2 separate regions of the Pan troglodytes genome follow, and region 2 is linked to region 1. Evidence: chromatin contacts called from public Hi-C data. All regions are on one chromosome and are shown on one strand. Each heading gives the region's core, a stretch centred on a gene start, on an enhancer-like site or on the middle of the called end of the contact. The rest is flanking DNA. Distances are from core to core; before and after follow the strand shown.

Region 1 (4,716 bases), core at 2,064-4,563:
TTTTTAGTAGAGATAGAATTTCATCATGTTGGCCAGGCTGGTCTCGAACTGCTGACCTCAAGTGATCCATCCACCTCACCTCCCAAAGTGCCGGGATTACAGGTGTGAGCTATAGCGCCTGGCCTTTTTTTTTTTTTTTTTTTTTTTTTTTAATAGAGACGAGGTTTCACTATGTTGCCCAGGCTGGTTTTGAACTCCTGAGCTCAAGCGATCCTCCCACCTTAGCCTAAGCAATCCTCTAGCCTAAGCCTCCCAAAGTGCTAGGATTGTCCTCCCCAAGTGCTACGATCATAGGCATGAGCCACCTTGCCCAGCCTAACTTTGCATTTCTTAATCATCTCAAAAGCACGTGAACCTGAGGCTGCATTGGCCTTTGTACTCCCGTGCTACCTCTCCATCTTAGGATTTGTAAATCGCTGACAAATAAGCCATCATTCACTCCCAGCAAGGTGTAATACACCTGCCTACTCAGCGGCAGTACCTACATGTGTCCATCTGTCTAGAACTCCATATAAACTCAAGGGCTGCATATTTTCAGCTAACGTAGACTCACTTTTGCAAACTGGTTCATTTCTCCTCCTCTTTACTGTGCTTCAGAAGAATTGGGGTAAAATGTTCTTCTATTCATCACCCACACATACCAGGCCACTCTTCAGCTCCCACTGTAATTCTTTCCCTCCAGTTTAATGCTGAGAAAGAGTAAGTCAGTCTCACTCTCTCTCACCCTGCAGCATTTTGCAAAAACAATTATCATCTGACACCAGAAGGCAAAGCAAGGTTTGGAAAACCTATCAATTTCTTCCCCCCATTTCTCCACCCTTAACTCTGTGATAAAATATCTCCGCCCTCCAGGCAGCCTATAACCTCATACTCTGGTGTTTTTGGGAAAAGGACCTCAAATGACACTTGTTGATAACATTTTGCTTCTCTGCAAAAACACAACTCCATTAAGTACTTTGCTTACATCAGCCATGATAATCAGGTTAGCAATGTTTTAAGGATGAGTTAGAATTACTAGACCTGCGAGGATAAACCATCTGGATAGTTATCTCTTATGTTTAACCTCCCTTTTGTGACTTCAGGAGATTCTTTTTCTTATACTAAAATCAAACCTAGTTATGTCAGCCTTTCATTAAATCAAGGCAAAAGGGAGGCAATATTGTGGTATGCGTCAGGTGGTTTAATGATGACACAGACTACTCTTATTTCCACTAGTTATCTCGATATGATTCTTACATGCACACAAACACACACCAGTTCAGATGAGCAGCCTGGGCTTTCTGACAACCTTTGGGGCAGCTCCAAGAAGGTAAGCCTTAAAATAGGAAAGGCTCGAGTGAATATACAGCATTTGACTCATCTAAAATGGGCAATGTAGTAAATTCGTGTCTAAAAGCTTTTCTACGGATTGTAGGAAGTGTTCAAAGTCACCAGTTACTATAGAAAGAAGGGAAGGTGGGCGGGTACAGGGTGGAGCAGGGAAGAAGAAGCCCTTGGGGTACCCTTGTGAGGCACTGGCAGGGCACAGTGGCAACGGAAGAGACAAGATTTTTATCAAAGGACATTGGTTGGCGCGGTAAACAAAGGTCTCTAGAGAATATGCCATATTGTGAACACCTATCACCAACAAAATTCAAAGTAAAAAGTAGCTTACAATGTGGGCTACATATTAGAGAGCTTACAGAGTTGCAATTATTCAAAAGTTTTGAGCACAGAAAGACAAATCCAAACAGATATTCGTCAAACGAAGGAGTCACACAAATCTCCGATTTGTAACTGCCTCCTGAAAGCTGTTTTACTTTTACAATGAGTACTGCATCAAAATAGGTGCATATTCTAGATAAATATCCGTTTAAGTCTCTTGACTTAAAAGGAAAGAAGAAAGACAGTACCACAATACAGGAGTGCCGCTCGTCACACGCTCTGGCCACTTGGGACACCTGCCCATCAGGGTGGCATGTCACTGCCTCCCCATCACCAAATCCTCTCCCCGGCCTTAGAACGCTGCTGCATCCCGCTGGTGGCCCTGCCAAAACGGTCCCCACATGCAAAGTGCAGGGTGCCAATGCCCCATCGCTGGAGAGCTTGCAGCGCTAGATTTTCAATGACGCCACATGGAGAAAACGTGAAAAGAAACAAGGACGAGAAGGCGACCCCAAACAAAAATGTGCTCCCCTTCTTTAGTGGTCCATGAAAAAAAAAAAAAAAAAAGAGAAAGAAAGAAAGAAAGAAAAAAAGAAAAGGAAAAGGAAAAAAAAGAAATCCCAAACTAGAAATAAATGGTCAAGACCGGCTTATCAGGACACATTCGGGATACCCCTAATCCTTACCTGGACTACGAAACAAATGTTTAAAAATGGAAGTACCTGGGAAATCAACTTGGACGCATTATAAAACAGATCTCCCCACCGTCACCATTACCACCAGCCATGGGTAAATAAAAACCCAGCACTTAAGCTACTAGAAACTACATTTTAATTAGAGCTGAGGTTTACATAATCGCAAATTACATAATACTGCCGTGCACTAAAAACCCTTCCATAGGTGAAGCTTCACACCATCCAGTCTTTTTAACATTTTCCAGAGAGGGCTGGAAAAGTCTGCTGAATAATTGAGGGGAGGGAGGGAGGGAATGGGGTGCTGGAAAAGTCACCCTTGACAAGCTGCACACCCGACCAAATGTTTCAGGATAAAGAGGGACTAGGAGCAGGTGACTCCCCTCCGCCCCCGTGTCCGGGCGTGTAAGGCCAAGGCAGGGCGAGCGGGCGTGGGGCGCGGGGCCGGGGCTTACCTGCTCCCCGAAGTCGATGGCTATGTTGGTGATGCCCAGGGGCACCAAGAACCGGATCAGGGGCCAGTAGTGCGTGAGCGCCGGGAATTTCACCATAGTCCCCGCCGTGGGCTGACCCCACACACATCTGCTGCCGCGAGGGGACTCTGCGGGGAGGCGAGGGGCGACGGGGCGAGCGGGGCGCGGGCCGACAGAGGCCGCGGGCGGCGGGGCCTCGGGCGCGGCGGCGGCGGCTCCTCCTCGCGGCTGCGGCGCCTTCTCCGAGAGCGGCTGCTCTAGCAGGGGATCCGCAAGCTCAAGTCCATCCCTGCTGCCCTCCCACACAACAAAGATCTGCCGGGAAAAAAAAGAGGAGGGACGGCGGCGGCAGAAGGTTCTGCTGACAGCGGCTCCATTATAAGCGCTCTGGGGCCCGGAAATAAATAACCGCGCGCACGAGGCGCCGCCGCCGCCGCCGCCGCCCGGAGGAAATCAGGGGCGGGAGCGGAGGCGCGGACACCGCCAGCGGCCCCGGGGGCGGGCTGGGGAGGGGGCCGGGCCGGGCGCGCCGCGGCCTCCTTTCCTGTGCCGTCGCCTGCGCTTGGCGCGGCCGCCGGGGGCGCTGCGCACGCTCGGGCCGTGGGGCTGGCGCCTCCGGGGCGCTGGGCGGGACTCGCCGCGGAGCCTCGGCCGGCCCGGGGGCGGCGGCGCTGAGGGCGCGGCGGGGACGGTCTGGGGGCTTGGGGACGCCGGTGGGGGGCGAGGGCGGTGGGCCGCCTGGAGACCCCGGGGTGCCCTGGCTCGCCGGCCGGGCCCTGTAGCCCGCGTCCCGTGGGGCGGGGGCCGGGGTTCCCGCGCTGTGCCGGGAGGGCCCGGCCGTCTGGAAGACTTGCCAGCCGGGGCAAGCGACGTGGGCTCGGACGCGCGAGGAGGGCTGGGGAGCGGGGCGCGGGGCTGGGAAGGGCGCAGTCCGGCGGTGGCCGGGCTGGCGGCAGGCGGGGACTGCGGAGGAGGCAGCTTGCGCCGGGGCTGGGGCCTGCTTCGGGGGACTAGCGGCCCGGGAGGTATGGAGGTGCCGCTCCGGGGGGGCGAAAGAAACGTGGAAAGGTCGTCCAGGAGGGAGCCTGTCCCCCAGGGTTTCCAGGGGCAACAGTGGCCCGTGTCCCTGGAGGACATGCGCCAGGGCAGCAGGGAGTGGTCCCCGCAGGCTCCCAGGCTGGGGCCGGTCGCCTTCTGGGGCGCTCAGACCTGTCTGCTGCAATTTGCAAACAGTACGCCCGAATTCTTTTCATTGTAAAAAATTGCTATTAAAAATAACTCGTAAAGCCTATCATCTCTTTTAAATAAAGGGGAAGAAAGAGGAAAGTGTGTTCTGTTTTGTAATACCGGGCCCCAGTGATTTCAGGGTAACTAGTCGCGGTACTGAGAGTTTGACCTAAAGCTCGGCAGTGTGACAGCAACGCCAGCATCCATCCCCGCACCCCAGGACTGTGACGCGAGGGAGGAGGACCCAGTGAATGAAAAGGGACTCTGGGCAGGGCTGGCTTCACGGGCGTGCCATCTGTGCAGTCACAGAGGGCCCGCACTTAAAAGGACTAACGCGCTGCTGTTGCACTCTTGAATTTGAACAAGGGTCTCTGCGTTTTCATTTTGTAGTGGGCCTGGCATAGTATGTAGCCTATCGTGGTCTTACTATTTTGTACCAACTCTCACACACATCTCTGCATTTAATAAATATAACGAAGTAAAGTAATTTATTATTAAAAGTAAAGTATCTTGTACCTAGAATGAACCGATTAACTCACAATTTAGCTTTGTAAAGCTTTTGTAAATAGTGAGCTTGAGACCTCAATATCCTGGGTTCAGGTATTTCCCAACTACTTTGAAAGTGTTAAATGTTTCCATAGGCCGGGCGTGAGTGGTGGGCACCGGTAGCCCCAGCTACT
Region 2 (4,883 bases), core at 778-3,277, 140 kb after region 1:
GAGGCTGTATCTACTGTGTTCACTTCTTTATTCCTAGTTTGTAGCACAGAGCCCAGCACTTAGGAGGTGCTCAAGAAATAACTGTGAAAAGAATGAAAGCTCTAGTGTGGATTGCTGATGGTTCTCTCCAGAGGATGGGGAGCTGTAGTTTGGTTATCTGGCTCAGGCTTGTTCATCCACATGGTGAGTCTATGACAGGTCAATATGAAGAGGGGGACCTCCCCGTTGGGGAGATGACCACAATTCCATGGGAAGAACATTTTCCTGCCTCTGGGAATGCGTCTATTCTAGATCATGGCAAGGACTAGAAGTATCAAGGGTTACATGTGACCGCTGGGCTGCCCTCCCACAACTGTATTGGTCTATTACCTTATTTTTAATTTGTCTTTAGCAGAGAATATTTACCAAGAAATATATTTTCAACACTCAACAGCCAAAGAATATTCCCATTTGACTGCTGAATATTGACAGTGTATTTCTTGGTGTATATTCCCTGCTGAAGACAATGAATTAAGAGTAAGTTAATAGGCCAATGCATTTGCTGGAAAGTAGTCTTGTAACATCAATATAACCTTAGAATGTGCTTTACAGAGAGCAGAAATAGGTTTAGTTTATGCCTTCAACGTGCCATCTTGAAGGATAGCATAGATATGTGCTCAGAAGGATAAAAAAATTAAAGGCATGGTTTTTATGTATAGTACACTGTACAATTAAAGCACATTAGGTGCACAGCAAGACAATCCTGAAGTCCATTTCAATTGTGTGTATTTTCTTTTTTGCATCCCCTTCTACAGATTTGTTGCATGATATTACAAACATGGAAAATATCTTACTGAAAGGGAATCTAAAAAGTCATAATATCTAATGAATAGACGTCAGAACATCATTTGCCAGTAGATACTGTTTCAGACCCTTTCTGCAACTGTGGATGATTCATTTTATGCTGGTGTCTCAGTTTCTCCACCCCTAGAACAAGAGTAATAAAATTGGCCTTTAATTAAAGTCTCTATTATTTTTTTTAAGGCTCCAGGGAAGTTAGGTCCAATGGAAAAATGAAATACTTGAGGATATGACTTAGTCTGTGCTAAGAGTTTTATAGGCAGCTCACCAAAGATTTTTTTTCCAAGTGATTTGCACGATATGCAAAATGTATTTTAAGCCAAATGTCTCGGACCAGGCGACACGCACAACAATAACCTGTCCCAAAAGCAATTATCACATCAGGACACACCCACTGGGATTCAATGCTCCTATTTAAAGTCTGTCCAAACACTACAGCCCACGTCTATAATGGCTTTGGCAGAAGGGTGAGAACCAGCATCTGCAAAAACCTTATTTAACTGAGCAGGAAATGGATGTTTTCCGTACCAGAGTTTTAAAAGTCAAGAAATACCTATTTTGTGAACAGGATTTATGATTTCATCCCTACAAGAAGAAGAAGTGAGAGCAAATGGACAAAAATTAATTCCATAAAGAAATCACAGCTCTCCTGCCCATTTTCCAATGGGAATTGAGGGTTATTTGTTGAACACATTGTCTTGGGAAGTAATCTCCTTAAAACACAGGGATTGTCCTAAGCATGCAAACATATTTTGATCTCTCTAGATTTCTGAGATCTTAAGTATAGGGTCGGCTCAGGCTTTGCCTTTTTCAGAAAGTCTTTGTTAATAACTCCTCTCCTGTGCCCTCTGGGTTAGAAGTTCTTTTACACTGCATACCTATCACTGGTAAAATTGTCCTCTTCTCCATTAGATTGCGTCACTAACAGTCGTGCATACAACTTCATTCATGCTCCTGCTGTACCCAGCAAAGTGTTGTTTAGTAAGTGATTGCTATATAAGTGAAGAGAGGAAAGAGGACTGCCATGGCCATTCTGCACTTGGCAGAGTGTAGGTGGGGATATTTGGAATCCAAGCAAATAAAGTCAGGCAAGGGCTGCTCTTGTTTGTGCATGACTAATGTGTCCCGCTCGGTTGCGTCATCCAGAGGCTGAGTGTCTGGCGTGCCAGGAAGCGCTGTGGTTCCCTGCAGGCGGTGTGTTCTGGCCCTGCTGGATTCTTGTAGTGGCCTGCTGCAGTGATGTGGGAAGGTGGGAGGAGGCACACAGTGAAGCCCAGAGCCACTTCCAAATAATCACAGCCTGTCCTCTTTAAGGGCTTCTTTTTTCTTACCTTTAAAAGAAAATACTGCCTTAACACATCATTCTTTAAATTCTTTTCTAAGAGGAAAGAAACATTGACAATCACTTTAAAAAGATGGTCAAGAGTTATTCTGTTTCAGTGTGATTCCAGGGGAAAGCTGTCTTGGTCCAAAGCCCAGGTGGTCTTTGGTTTTCTGTGGAAGATGCACGGTAGAGGTCTCAGAGTTAAGGGTGGAATGTTTAGGCCAAGGCATATCAGCTGGTGGGCTAAGGATGCTGCGTCACAGTGAGGCTTTCGGCATCGTTATCAAAGGTGGTTTGATGAAGGGCAGAGGAAAAAGATGGAATCCTTCAAAGCCATGATAGTGGACTTGGGAAAGGGGATGAAAATTAAAATAAAAGAATCAACAAAGATGTCTTGGTTTCTTAAACTAAAGAAGTGTGGGGTATAATTGTTTTCCCAAGGAAAGCTCAAATTCACTGGAAAATATGCATGATTTACATAACTATGGTGTATTTAAATTACTTCAATTCTTAAAATATTAAGATAAACTTTTATGTGAGGAGAGTGCCTTTATTTAAAACTGTTGCAAATTACATCGATGACTTTATATAACCGTGGTAGACATGTTCATTTCACATAAAAGAATAGACCTGTCAGTATTCATGGAAGGCTGACTTCTGCCCAGCTTTATCTGTGATGATTCAGTTCCTTTGGCTCAGACCCAAGAAACATCAACCTTTGTAACTCTCTGCCCCTTTGTATTTACTTTCTAAAACTGTGACATTTGCCAAGGGGGTAAATGAAACTCAATAGCAGCAGCTAAACTGCTTGTCCATAAAAAGACATTGTTTTGAGTAGAAAAGGAATTTTAAAACGTATTAATTGACATGTTGTTGCTGCAACAATAAAGAATAAGTTAATAATTTCTGTGCTCATACTGTAGCTTGTTTTCTTTTTCTTAAATTTATACTGTAGCTTATTTTATATAAACTTTGGTTTTTAGGTCATGTTCTTATCAATCAACCAGTGAATAGTAGGACAAAATATTACCCAAGCCAGCGCCAGCATATTTTATACACCTAAGATATGAGGCTTTTATACTGAATGGGAGGTTCCCTTATAGAAGAGTTATAGGGGCGGTGGCTATATATATATAATCTTCTCTCTCTCTCTCTCTCTATATATATATACTCTCTCTATATATGATATATATTATATATATTATATATAATATATTTATATACATATATATATATATATAATCCACTATGTGTCAGGTGCCACACTAAATACTTTATATTTCATTTATTCTTCCCAACAGCCCAACAAAGAGGTATTGCTAGTTGGACATGCAACAGATGTCTACATGTGAAAACAGATCCAAAGAGGGTGAGAGACCTGCCCCAGGTGCCATGGTTTGTTGGTAGCGGAGCTGAGATTTGAATGGAGATCTAGCATCCGCCTCAGCTTGAGTTCTTACCCACTTCAATAGAGTGTTTCTCATAAACAAAGCCCTACATGAGGCACAAAAGATGTTTATAAGACATTTGCACTGTAATTTAGGAAACAAACCCAAACAAAACAATGAGTACACAGGAAAGCAGCATCAACATAATAAGCTGTGCTGTATATAATAATAATAATAATGATAATGATACAGGAAGCCGTGCTGTATCTATCTCAGGTGTAATAATAATAACATGGGAAGCCATGCTATATCTCATATCTTAGCTTACACATCTTTATTTGCAAGCCAATGCAAAGTGAATTTGAAGCTACTTTTTGGATGGTGTCATTTCTTTCTAGAATATTTAAAAATAGAATCGCTTCTCAAAAGGCCTATGACATTTGAAAGATTCAGATTTTTGTGTTTCTTATGAGGATGGGAAATTGTTAATGCTCCATAATTGACACAGATTGGGGAGGGGTGAAAGATAATGGGCAGAGGAGGATTATGCAGGAGGAGTTTGAAGGTTGAGGGTCTGGTCCTTTTTTCCTCCCTTCTTTCCTAACCCCAAAAGTGAAAGTGGAGAAGAAATAGTTTGATGGGCATGAGGCACCCACTGAGCACCTTTCAAAATGATTCTGCTGCATTCTCATGGGTGTTAAAAAATGTCCTGAAAAGAAAGCATGGCTCCTTAAAGAAAAACTATATAGTGTTTTTTTTACATTCATAATGGCTACTGGCCATTAAAAGCACTTGGCTTGGAAAGATATTCACTTATTGGTAGATGAAACAGCCCATCATGAAACAGTAAGATCCCACTATTGGGAAACGCATCCAGAGGGCGGGACAGACACATGAATGTTACTGTAGTGGTTTGCTAGGGCTGCCACGACAAAGCACCACAGCCTGGGTGACTTAGATAATAATCCTAGAGGTTAGAAGTTTGAGATCAAGGTGTCAGCAGGGTTGCTTTTTTCTGAGGCCCGTAAGAGATGGACACCTCTTCCCTTTGCCTTCATATGGTCTTCCCTTTATACAGATCTGTGTCCAAAAATTTCTTCTTCTTCTTTTTTTTGAGACAGAGTCTTGCTCTGTCACCCAGGCTGAAGTGCAGTGGTGCGATCTCGGCTCACTGCAACCTCCACCCCCTGGGTTCCAGGGATTATCCCGCCTTAGCCTCCCAAGTAGCTGGGACTACAGGTGCATGCCATCAGGCTCAGCTAATTTTTTGTATCTTTGGTAGAGATGGGGTTTCACCATTTTGGCCAGGCTGGTTTTGAACTCCTGACCTC

Evidence for each region. A called contact is a pair of places that touch in the nucleus more often than the background predicts.
Region 2: a Hi-C map of stem cell-derived neural progenitor cells shows a contact between it and region 1, with 4 times the contacts expected there. The contact joins the enhancer-like site here to the promoter of ANKH in region 1. A contact is called at or near these places in 1 of 7 Hi-C or Micro-C datasets (stem cell-derived neural progenitor cells), 1 of 1 datasets of contacts at active chromatin or transcription factors (stem cell-derived excitatory neurons) and 1 of 1 other capture datasets (stem cell-derived neural stem cells).

Annotation. Positions count from the first base shown.
Region 1 is chr4:15,518,370-15,523,085 of NHGRI_mPanTro3-v2.0_pri, forward strand. ANKH (ANKH inorganic pyrophosphate transport regulator) reads right to left here and starts at 3,314. Exons shown (of 12, transcript XM_003310630.6): 1 at 2,792-3,314. The coding sequence starts at 2,887.
Region 2 is chr4:15,655,919-15,660,801 of NHGRI_mPanTro3-v2.0_pri, forward strand. No RefSeq gene overlaps it. Among named protein-coding and RNA genes, the nearest start is that of ANKH, 140 kb to the left of the region's middle. Within about 2 kb of position 2,028, at least 2 of the 24 cell types and tissues checked have an H3K27ac peak or open chromatin away from gene starts, as enhancers often do. A contact at or near this core is called in stem cell-derived neural progenitor cells, where this site is marked.